2 separate regions of the Pan troglodytes genome follow, and region 1 is linked to region 2. Evidence: chromatin contacts called from public HiChIP or PLAC-seq data. All regions are on one chromosome and are shown on one strand. Each heading gives the region's core, a stretch centred on a gene start, on an enhancer-like site or on the middle of the called end of the contact. The rest is flanking DNA. Distances are from core to core; before and after follow the strand shown. Region 1 holds the start of ZSCAN31 (zinc finger and SCAN domain containing 31). Region 2 holds the start of ZNF165 (zinc finger protein 165).

Region 1 (5,946 bases), core at 576-3,075, 290 kb before region 2:
GAAACCTGTATCTTTGGACCTCGGCATCGGCCGCTTAGCTCCCTGCTTATGCACTGTGGATGTCTCTCCCATGCCTGAGGACAGGCTGTGGGTGGATGTTTTGCACGGCTTGGCAGCTGTGCCGTCTATCATGGATTTGATAGGCCACTTGACAACAGAACTGGGATGGTGCCACTGTGTGGTGGACTTGGCCAATGCATTTCTCTTAATCGACATTGCTCCAGAGAGCCAGGAACACTTTGTCTTCATGGGAGGGTGACAATGGACTTTCACAGTGTTGCTGCAGGGATATATGCATAGCCCCAACATATGTCATGATCTTATTAATGATGTTATATTAACCTCTGATTCTCTTGCAGATTTAGAAGCAGCAACGCAGCCTCTTGCCTGGAATTGGGATGATGCGGCTGAAACCACCTTCCTGGCAGCCAAACAGGCTATTCAGCAGGCACAAGCCCTATGGGTAGCTGATCAGGGGCACCCATTTAAACTTGATGTGCATGTGACCAGATAGTTTTGACTGGGGCTTATGGCATCACACAGAGCTCTTTAGAATGCCAGTAGACTTTTGGTCCCAACTTTGGAAGGGAGCTGAGCTCCAGTATTCCTCGACAGAGAAGCAGTTACTAACTGCATATGCTGCCCTTTAGACTCGCGACAGCCTGGCAGGATGGGCTACAGTCGTCGCGCGCATGACTTACCCAATAGCAGGGTGGGTATGCTCATGGGTAACAACCCACACACTGGGATGGCACAGACATCCACTTTTGTAAAGTGGGGTGCTTAAGCCTACTTGGAACAGCAAAGTATGCTAACTCAAGTCCCTTAGAAGCACAATTACAGGAAGTCTTAGGACCTACAGTCCTAATGCAAGAGAAGGTTATGGGACCTGAGGCACCCCTAGATCCTGAGCCTTCACCTTTTAAGGAAGGGCATTCCCGCATTCCCAATGGGGCATGGTACACAGATAGGTCTAGCCAGGGTGCTACTGCTACCTGGACTGCTGTTGCAGCCCAGCCTAGTACCAACACCCTATGGTTTGATACCAGGTATGGACAAAGTAGCTAATAAACTGAACTCAGGGCAATGTAAATGGTGATCACCAAGAAGGTGACACCTATGGTAATCTGCACTGATAGCTGGGCAGTTTATCAAGGCTTAACCTTGTGGCTAACTACCTAGAAGTTATAGAAGTGGCTAGTCACTGACCCATGTAGGGCCAGGCCATGTGGCCAGATCTATGGGAGAAAGGATGACTTCCTCCAACCAGGTATGGGGACAAACAGTAACCTGTTGTTGCCCGCCCCAACACCCTAAAGGTAGGGAAGCAAAAACCCTGGATTAATATATAAAGCAACACTGGGGTAACATCACCATGTAGTGATTGCTCACTATAACCTGAAATTATTGCTCCCTGTATTACTGTGGCCCAAGTGCCCAGAGCTTATGTGCCAGGCTTATGTGTCAAGCCTCTATGTATACATTGGGCCTGTGTGCCCAGAGCCTATATGTCAGACTTATGTGTCAAGCCTGTGTGTATCAGCCCTGGGTGCCCAAAGTTTATATGTCAGGCCTGTGTGCCAAACCTATATATTGGGCCTGTGTACCCAAAAACCTATGTCTCCCTCGGCCAAGGGGGTGGAGTGTAAGGTAAATGGATGTGCTTTGGTCAAGAATAGGCCGAGGCAGATATGCAGGCCAGCGTGACTCAGCGAGTTTGGAACGCAGGCGCACCACTCCACTTGTTATATAACCTGTTTGTGTAAGCTCATACTTGGCTTACAGCCACTATTGTCTGTAAATGGTATAACTGCCCTGCTGACGCTGTACATAGGACTTGTGCCCAGAGAGAGAGAGAAAAACTGCTGATCCTGTAAGAGAGAACTGGCCATCTTGCAGACAGACAGAGGTGAGCCAGGAATTAACAAGTGTGCCAAGGAGTACAGCTGTAAGTGTGGGAGCAGCAGGAGCCACAGAGCCGTTTGCTGAGAAGGGCTGCGGTCGGAGGAGGCAGCCGAGACAGAGGCAGACAGTGTGAGAGCTGCAGCAGCTGCTGCTGAATAAAATCATATTTTACCTGCCTACAGCCCCGAGTGTTCTTTCAACTACCTGCCACCCATCCAACAACTCCCCTCGGACCTCAGTATGGACTGGAACCTGACACTTGGCATGACAGTGGTAAGTACCATATACATGTTGGCTAATAGTATAATTCACTGGTCTTTCTTTTTTTAAATAAGAGTAGGCCTGGTGGTTCTGTTCTTGACCTTTTCTTTTCTCTATCCACAGTCTTCCCCAGAACTATCTTTAATCACTCGCAAGGTTTTAACTTCTATTTCTAGGCTGTAGACTCCTGATCCCTATCCTGAGCTGCCTTCCAGACAGTCCTATATGGAAATCTTGCAAACAAATCCAATTCAATATGCCCCAAATCAAAGTGATTTTCTTGCTTCCTAATCTACTCCTTCCTCAGTATGGTATTATCTAGAAACAACAGCACCAGCCATCAGGTTTCGTCAGAGTCATCACTTTGTAATGGATGATTTCTGTATTTTAGGAGGGAAAAGTAAGATATTCTGAAAGACAGCCTATCCCAGAAGCCATGAGACCTGGGCCTGATCTAAGAGGGAAGGGAAACCTGAGATTCCTGTGAACCAGCTGGGACTAGATTTTAAACTAGAAGTGAGTGACTGCAAAATTATTTGACTGGACTCGGATGTCAGTAAGTCCCTCTTTACTCAGTGGAATGGAGAGGCTAGAAAATGTAAGGCTGGGCTGGGCGCAGTGGCTCACGCCTGTAATCCCAACACTTTGGGAGGCTGAGGTGGGCACATCATGAGGTCAAGAGATCGAGACCATCCTGGCCAACATGGTGAAACCCCGTCTCTACTAAAAATACAAAAATTAGCTGGGCGTGATGGCATGCGCCTATAGTCTCAGCTACTTGGGAGGCTGAGGCAGGAGAATCGCTTGAACCCGGAAGGCGGAGGTTGCAATGAGCCAAGATCGCACCACTGCACCTGCACTCCAGCCTGGCAACAGAGCAAGACTCTGCCTCAAAAAAAAAAAAAAAAAAAAAGAAAAGAAAAGAAAAGAAATGTAAGGCTGGTAGAGGTTACAAAGGGAAAAACAATTCCAAGTCCGTATCTTCCTGAACCTCTATTCCTCAGTCCAACTCTCTACAGTTCAAAGGATGGTAGGGAATAGAAGGAAATTAGGAAACTGAGAGAAGCCATTGATTGTCACAAATGAAAAGTACCAGAAAATACTTCCTCCTAATAAGCTGCCACAAGAGATCTGGGGTACTGCTACATGAGCTAATAATACCAAAATAAGTGAGCCTAAATCTAATCTAGTCTTTAGATCCAAATACCAGTGTACAGGTGAAATATAGGAGCAAATTACATTAAAGGCTTTCAAACTTTGTTACATATTAGAATCACTGGGGAGCTTTTAAAACATCCTAATGCCTTGGGTACAATCAAGATCAATCAGTCTGGGTGCAGTGGCTCACACCTGTAATCCCAGCACTTTGGGAGGCCGAGGCAGATTTCCTGGGGTCAGGAGTTCAAGAACAGCCTGGCCCATATGACGAAACCCTGTCTCTACTGAAAATACAAAAATTAGCTGGGCGTGGTGGTACACACCTGTAATCCCAGCTACTTGGGAGGCTGTGGCATGAGAATCACTTGAGCCTGGGAGATGGAGATTGCAATGAAAAAAAAAATCAATTAAATCACTCTCTGGGGGTGGGACTTTTAATACATCAATAACTTTTAAAACTTTCTAGGTCATTCTGATGTGCAGCTGAGTTTGAGATCTAATAAGTTAAAGATACTAAAAAGAAGCAATCGACCAAATCCAGAATGTGAGGCATTTTATAAAACAGAAGGTTCAAGTTCCTCAACAAATAAATGGCATTTTAACCAAAAGGAGTGGGAGGGAATGGGAACTGTCATAGATTAGAAGACTGAACAGACTTATCAAATAAATGCAAATGGTGAACCATATTCGGACCCCACTGAAAACAACAACTGTAAAAAGACTGTAAAAAAAAAAACTCTAGAAATATTTGAGACAATTATTTGAAAATCAAGATAATGATATCAAGGAATTATTGTCAATTTTTTTGCATGTGATCATGATACTATGATTATATTAAAAGTCCCTGTATATAAGAAATTGACACTGAAGTACTTGTACTTGTGAGTGAACTAAAATGTTTCCATCTGCAATTTGCTATAAAATGAAAGAGAAGAGAGGGACGAAATGAGGAAAAAAGAGATAAAGAAAGAGGGGGAGAGGGAGGGAAGGAAAGGAAGACAAAGAAAGGAGGGAGAGGGAAAGAAAGGAGAGAGGGAAAGAGGGAGGAAGTAAAAGGGAAGGAGGGAGACAAAAGGGAAGGAGGAGGAGAAGGGAAGGAAAGAGAGTGGAAAGGAGGGAAAAGAAGAATGAAAGAAAATGACCAAAAGATGATGGCTGAAGCTGAGTCATGGTTATATTGGTGTTCATTGTAACATTCTCTCTACAATTAAATGTGTTTAAATTTCTCTCCAAAATTTTAGAAAATTAAACAATGTCCTAACTTCTTTCCTTCCTGAATAATACAGTCAAAAAGCATTAAGGTAGGGTCAAGGAAGGCGAGAGAGAGCCACAGCCCAACCCAGAGTGAATCTGGAGCCCAAGTGGAATGAGGAGGGTGTCCACGGTGGGGAAGGGAGGAAGTCTATGGCAGGAAAACAACACTGATACATTTACATCATTTATTCTACAAACTCCATTTAGGTTTCACTACCTGGCCCCTACTTGGATCTGAGCCAAACTGATCACAGTGGGAAGGCACAAGATTGGGAAATTGGTTGCAAACACAAAGTATTTATCAAATCAGTAAATATACTGAAGATAAGGAAAGGAAAGTTTCTCATTAACAGAAAAGAGTTACAAGTCTATGAAAGAGCTAACCCTGTAAAAGTTGGGTTGAAATGAAGGGTGTTAGTATGAAGCCAGTTTCAGGCTAGGGCGCTCCTGGAAGCTCGAAAACTGGTGGATCTCCAGCACTAAGCAGGACATCAGATTTTTGCAAAAACCAGGGGTCCTAGTCCTTTTTCACTATTAAAAACTTCTATTGTTCCTCCTAATCTCCAGCCAAGGAAAAGGTACCCCCGAGTCTTAAAGCCTTTGAGAGTTTGAGTATCACAACGTCCAACACAAACCAGTTTTGGTCTTTGCTTTGGGATAGGCTCTTTTTCAGAGTATCTTATTTTTCCCTCCTAAAATATAGAAATCATCCATTACAAAGTGAATTGATGAATGACAGTAAAATTGAAAGCAACCGTACAAAAGCCAGTCACTAATGTGTCATCATAGTTATAAATAATAATAGTACCACTAATAAAAGCAAATCTTTAAATCATGCTTACTCTGTACCTTACCCATACGAATGCATTCAATCCTCACAACAACCCAGTGAGTTAGGGAATATTATCCCCATTTTACAAAATAGTAAAATGAGGCAGAGAGAGAGCTTAGGAACTAGTGAAAAGTCACACAGCCAGTAAGTGGCAGAGGCAGGATTTGAACCAGATAATCTGACTCCAACGTTCTGGCTCTTGGCCAGTACCACAGAATAATTTAAAGACCTTGAAACTGACCTTGTTACCAGGCAGTGCAAAAATGTAACGGCTCCCATTCTCGAGGCTTGTCTATGTGACCCATGCATCCCGTCTCCAAATACCCTCAAGAACCGACCCGGACACTCGGTAACGGCCCTAAACAAGGGACACCCATATTGGGCTCTACGCGGGAACGCCGAGGACCACTTCATTCCGCCGCAGAGCGCCCTTCCCTCCCCCACGGCTTCTCGCAGGGGTCTCCCTCCTTGGGAGCCGAGGCTGCAGGAACTGGGGAGGGAAGGGCCTCTCTCCACAAACACACACACACACACAC
Region 2 (6,012 bases), core at 1,308-3,807:
AACTTTAAAGTGGAGAACAAAGAACTGAACATACTGACATACTGATTCTTTGAAGAGAAATTTAGAACTCACTGTATTTAACATGGGGCTTAAATTGGACAATAAAGTATGAGAAAGATTCAGAAAGGAAAGGAAAGGAAAGGAACAGAGTTGAGGAAGTAGGAATGAGCAGCAGACTGATGGTGAGATCAACTTGCAGGGTGTGATGGCTGGTGTGACTAAGAATTCTACTGCCTCTGTTAAGAAATTGCTCAACTCTAGTCTGAGTTCTTACAATTCCTAACACATACATATATGAATATATAAGTCCTTGTATTATTTTTAGTTGTTTGGCTGTTTTTTCATCAACTGATTGCTGTTCCATGAGGTTAACGATCATGCATTATTAATTGTTCTTAAGGCTTCATATTTATGATTGAAAGGAAAAATTAGGAAAGTTTCAGATGACTTCTGTTTTGGGTGATCTGTATTTAAGATGATAATAAGACATCTACTTGGAAAAATATTTCCAACAGAACCAATGATATTTCAATAATGGAAAAGAATTTGGAATGGGAAGACAGATTTTGACAAGTGTTGGGAACAGGCCCCCAAATCTGGCCATAAACTGGCCCCAAAACTGGCCATAAACAAAATCTCTGCAGCACTGTGACATGCTCATGATGGCCTTGACGCCCACGCTGGAAGGTTGTCAGTTTACCGGAATGAGGGCAAGGAACACCTGGCCCACCCAGGGCAGAAAACAATAGCATGAGCGATCTGTGCCTTAAGGACATGTTCATGCTGCAGATAACTAGCCAGAGCCCATCCCTTTATTTCGGCCCATCCCTTTATTTCCCGTAAGGAATACTTTCAGTAAATCTTATCACTGGCTTGCTGTCAATAAATAAGTGGGTAAATCTCTGTTCAAGGCTCTCAGCTCTGAAGGCTGTGAGACCCCTCATTTCCCACTCCACACTCTATATTTCTGTGTGTGTCTTTAATTCCTCTAGCGCCACTGGGTTAGGGTCTCCATGACCGAGCTTGTCTCGGCAGACAAGATTCATGAAAAGGGTAGTTGAAGATATGTATCAGTATTAATTCTCCAAGAGTATGAAATAAATATCACAAGGTTCAGACTGAACCTTGGAAAACAAACAATTTGAGTGAGTATAAGTAAGAACAAAATTTATCAATGATAAAGAAAAAAAAGGGGGGTTAGTTCCATGGTATATTAACCAGAGAGTCTCAATCCCTTATATTTTACTGGGCCATTTCTTTGATATTTCTGGTTATGTTTCCTAGATGTGCTAACCAAGTAGTGTCCTAATGCTTAATGAGCATGATCTCATTTACCATAGTAAGATGGGTGTAAAGTAGACCCATATAATCCGAATGAAATTTCAATTATGCTGAGCAGCTGGTTCTATGACATGTTATCTCAGCTGACAGTACTATCTCCAGGTGTTTTATCACTTCTCATCTATTTAAAACCGAGTCCCCCTAAAGTTGGTAGCTTTAAACTAATAAATATTGATTGAGCATCTAGTGCCTTATAATATTGTGTTAGGAGGACTTACAAAAATGGGTAAGCAGATGTGTGAACAAACGCTAGGAGAACAGAGAGGAACGAGTAATTAATTATGATGAGAAAGTTGGAGGTTAAAGAGCAGGGTTCCTGATGGATGAACATGTCTTGGTGGGCATGTTGCGGGAGGGGAAGACGGGTGAGAGTTTTGCTGGTGGAGAGGGAGACAGTCAGGGGAAATCCGGTAGAGACCACAAAGCAGAACAGAGACTTCAAGGGGCATGCTGGTAAAGGCTCCCATAGTACCTTGTGTTTCTCAAGGGCAGGGGGTCAGTGTTGGTTTCACTGCATCTTCGGCACACAGGAAATACTATTTACCGTGTCAATAAATTTCAGGACAAGCGGGGTTGTCCCCAAGTGTCCTACAAAACGGCGGTTACTCTTCCCAAGGGAAGCAGGGGATTGGGGATGGTCCTCGCAGCAGTTTCTTTTCGCAGACAATGGCAGATTTGAGACATGTGGCACCCCTCCCCGTTCCACCTGGCTGGAATGGGCAACTCCTCTTACCAGTGACCCCAAATTCAGGATCAGCAGGACAGCCCCCACCCCACGCCACCACGCCCTCAGCGCTCCACTATGACGTCACGAGCGGCGGCGGTAACTATGGCGACCGCCAAACCCTCACTAAATGCGTAAGCGCGCCTGCCTTCCCAACGCCGAAGCTGGTTCTACCTTTCTCCGGGATTCCTCTGAGGGCCAAGGTCTGGTCACCCAGAGGCTGCTAATTTCAAAGGCAATATGAGAGGGACTGGATGTTTGGAGGGGGACACGGGGCTGGACATCTGGATCCCCAAACCCGGACTCACCTCTCGGACAGGGCTGATTCCGATCGGACACTTCCGGTGGAAGGACTGAGCGGCGCTACACTTCAAGAATTCCGTCCACAGGGACTTGTGAGTCTGCGCAGAAAGCGGGATGCCTTTGGACTACGATTCCAAGAATCCTTCCTGGGTCTCTTCGGGCGCAGACTTTTCGCCAAAGTCCTGAAGATCTCAGGGCTTGAAGGAGGGGGCATCTTTTTTCTCCATTGTAGTAGTGTGTCTTGCTAAATAACAGAAGGGACTCCTGAAAAGAAAATGACGTTGGCCGGGCGCGGTGGCTCACGCCTGCAGTCCCAGCACTTTGGGAGGCCGAGACGGGCGGATCACGAGGTCAGGAGATCGAGACTATCCTGGTTTACGCGGTGACACCCTGTGTCTACTAAAAATACAAAAAAAAAAAAAAAAAAAAAAAAAAAAAAAATTGCCGGGCGTGGTGGCACGCGCCTGTAGTTCCAGGTGCTCGGGAGGCTGAGGCAGGAGAATCGCTTGAACCCGGGAGGCGGAGCTTGCAGTGAGCCGAGACCGCGCCACTGCACTCCAGCTTGGGTGACAGAGACTCAGTCTCAGAAAAAGAAGAAGAAAAAAAAGATACACACTCGAGCACACATTTTCTCAGCAAAGCAATTTACTTCTATAGAAGGGTGCGTCTCACGGATGGAGCAATGGCGAGAGCACACCTGAACAAGGGAGGGGAAGGGGTTCTTATCCCTGACGCAGGTAGTCCCTAGTGCTGTGTCATTCCCCTACTGGCTAGGGTTGGACCGCACAGTCTAAGTTAATTCCGATTGGCTATTTTAAAGAGAGCAGGGGTATGAGCCGGAGTGGTAGGGTGAGCAGTTTCAGTGGGAAGGACGGTTACGGAACAGGTGACTAAAGGTGACTCAGGTCAGAGCAGGTGACCAGGGGTGACTCAGGACGGAGCAGGTCACCAGGGGAACAGATGTGAACTACTGATTAGAACTGGTGGAAAAGGTTGTTTACTGAAACTAGAGGCAAGGAGACGAGGAAAACGAGGAAGTTAAAGTTTAAAATGGAGAACAAAGAATTGAACATACTGACATACTGATTCTTTGAAGAGAAATTTAGAACTCACTGTATTTAACAAGGAGTTCAAGGCCAGCCTGGCCAACATGGTGAAACCCCGTCTGTACTAAAAATATAAAAATTAGCTGGGTGTGGTGGTGGGCGCCTGTAGTCCCAGCTACTTGGGAGGCTGAGACAGAAGAATCGCTTGAACCCAGGAGGTGAAGGTTGCAGTGAGCTGAGATCACGCCACTGCACTCCAGCCTGGGCGACAGAGCAAGGATCCATCTCAAAAAAAAAAAAAAGTTTATTCGGGAATAGGAAATTGCAATAAGAATAGACGTGCCAGAGTAAACTATGTTTCTATTCAGGGAGGTAAAGGAAGACAAAGGTTTTTAAAGGAAGAATGGGGAGGATTATTTAATTGTTTTGAAATCATTATTCTTGACTACAAAGATCGGTAACGAGGATGACACCAGTCTGAGGTTAGACAAACAGTTGCTGGGCGGATGTCCTTGCAGAGGTATTTTTGGTGTAAGATGGGTTTTGCAGTCATATGTGATAGTTTTCTTATGAGGCATACAAGCCTGAGAAGTGTCTCTTCATAGCCCTCCCTGGCTCTATCTGTCAGATTATTGCTTTTGTTTTTATTTTTTAACACTAGTGGGCCGGGCATGTTGGCTCACTTTTCTAATTCCCCGCTTTGGGAGGCAAAGGCAGGAGGATTAATTGAACTCAGGAGTTCGAGACCAGCCTGGGCAACATAGTTGGGACCTCGTCTCTACAAAAATTAAAAAAAAAAAATTAGTCGGGGGTTGTGGAATGCACTTGTACTCCCAGCTACTCAGGAGGCTGAGGTGGGAGGATCGCCTGAGCCCAGGAGGTGGTGGCTGCAATAGTGAGCTGTGATTGCACCACTGCACTCTAGCCTGAGTGACTCCTGCCTCTATTTAAATCTCAGGTGGTGAAATTGAAGCCCACGCAGCAGGGTTGCAACTGAAACTTCATCTCTGCAAAACCTTCCTGCATTCCCAGGCAACTTTTCTTCTGAGGCCTTGTTTGATTCATCCCCTTACCCCAGTGGAACTCAGATATTCAAAATGGTATTAATTAAAACCACTGGCTGTCATTGGTCCATGCATGGCCTTAAAGTGTGAACATTTTTTAATCCATTACCTAGTCTATAAGAACTATAGATTGACAACAACTTAGATTTAATACTACTCTTTTTCTAGTCCCTCTCTATACTACCTCTCATCCAAGGAAACACTATCACAAATTTTGTATTTGTTGTTCCCTTGCTTTTTAACAAGATGATTCTATTAGATATGTACTGTTTTGTCCCCCAAAAGTGGTGGCAGGGGAGTTCACACAAGGGAGTGCCCAAAACCGTCCTAGTTGGGGCTGGTTGGGATTCCAAAGAAAGGAGCACTATGTGCCAAGGTGATCTGTCCAAAGCATTTATTAAGGGAACTTACATAGTGTTGCAGGAATCCTCCCCATGGGTGGTGAGAGAAAAGGGACATTCTACCTAGATATGTCTGCAGTGAGGGGGTCAGGGTATGGAGTTTATATAAGGGTTTAAAGAATTTGGCTCAGGGCCAGAGCTAGTTTCTTTCAGTGTTTTCAGTGACAACTTAGATACCTTTATCAGTGCCTGGGAATGTTCAAGACCCAAGTTTGGGTTCAAGCATGCTGGGAAAAAATCTGCAGCTGGCTAGGTCACAGAGAGGTCAAGGCACTCTGATTTTCAGTCACAGAATAGTCAAGGCTCTGTGATTTCCAGTCAGAGATCCTGCAATCCATTTTCCTGACTGGCTCTTAGAATCTCACATGCCCATCTCTTCCTATATGTTCCCTGAGCTGGTCAGAAAGGGTGGGATCATCGGCAATTTCTTTCCCCTGGCTTTATGAAACACTGCAAACAAAACCTACACTAACAGTAAATACAAGTGCACCTGACAAAATCTAAAATCACATTTTCCAAAAGGCTTCCTAGCAGAGCTTTCCACCAAGGACCCCATCCTGGAAAACATGACTTTGTGTAGACCACCAGGCATACCCTATGTGGTCAGTAAGCTATAATTGCTTTCGTGAGTGAAGGACGGATTGATTAACTTCAGCTTCTTTGTCTAGAATATACACACAATGTTCACTTTTGTAAAGGGCACAGGTTCCCCCTTGCACAGATGTCAGCATCTCTAGGGCCATTTGGTTTTGTAGACCACTTTTTTCGTTGCAGCTGTTTCAATGTTCAAGGCCTCCATACCATGTTTGGTGTTGTTCAAAGCTGTGGAGACAAATCTCTGAAGGGCTTCCAGCTTCTACACAGTATCAGAAGAACCTCCTGGAGGCACAAATATAGTCAATAAGTAATCCCACCAAGAAAAAACAGGTCTACTCCACTGACCTCTCCAGATGGACTCATTGAGGGATACAGGAATGGTGCCAGAAATTCTGGAGTCATCCAAGCCACCCCAGGGGAAGCCAGGGCTGGAGGTTAGTAGCAGAGAGCCACTGGGTGCCATCTGGGGCAATTCAGTATATTCCTGGCCTACAAGACTGTTTGTGACAAATCAATCTGTGACCTTAAGGATAATG

The links. HiChIP or PLAC-seq counts read pairs in DNA pulled down with a chosen protein or histone mark.
Region 1: a contact with region 2 is called in an H3K4me3 HiChIP or PLAC-seq map of stem cell-derived excitatory neurons, with 8 times the contacts expected there. The contact joins the promoter of ZSCAN31 here to the promoter of ZNF165 in region 2. A contact is called at or near these places in 1 of 7 Hi-C or Micro-C datasets (stem cell-derived neural progenitor cells) and 1 of 1 datasets of contacts at active chromatin or transcription factors (stem cell-derived excitatory neurons).

Annotation. Positions count from the first base shown.
Region 1 is chr5:34,298,211-34,304,156 of NHGRI_mPanTro3-v2.0_pri, reverse strand. ZSCAN31 (zinc finger and SCAN domain containing 31) reads left to right here and starts at 1,825. Exons shown (of 4, transcript XM_016955100.4): 1 at 1,825-1,909; 2 at 2,088-2,178. The coding sequence starts at 2,146. All of the region lies in intron 1 of ZKSCAN3 (zinc finger with KRAB and SCAN domains 3), which reads right to left.
Region 2 is chr5:34,010,622-34,016,633 of NHGRI_mPanTro3-v2.0_pri, reverse strand. ZNF165 (zinc finger protein 165) reads right to left here and starts at 2,557. Exons shown (of 4, transcript XM_009450710.5): 1 at 2,374-2,557. LOC129144395 (a long non-coding RNA gene) reads left to right here and starts at 2,632. Exons shown (of 2, transcript XR_008548798.2): 1 at 2,632-2,718; 2 at 4,373-4,550.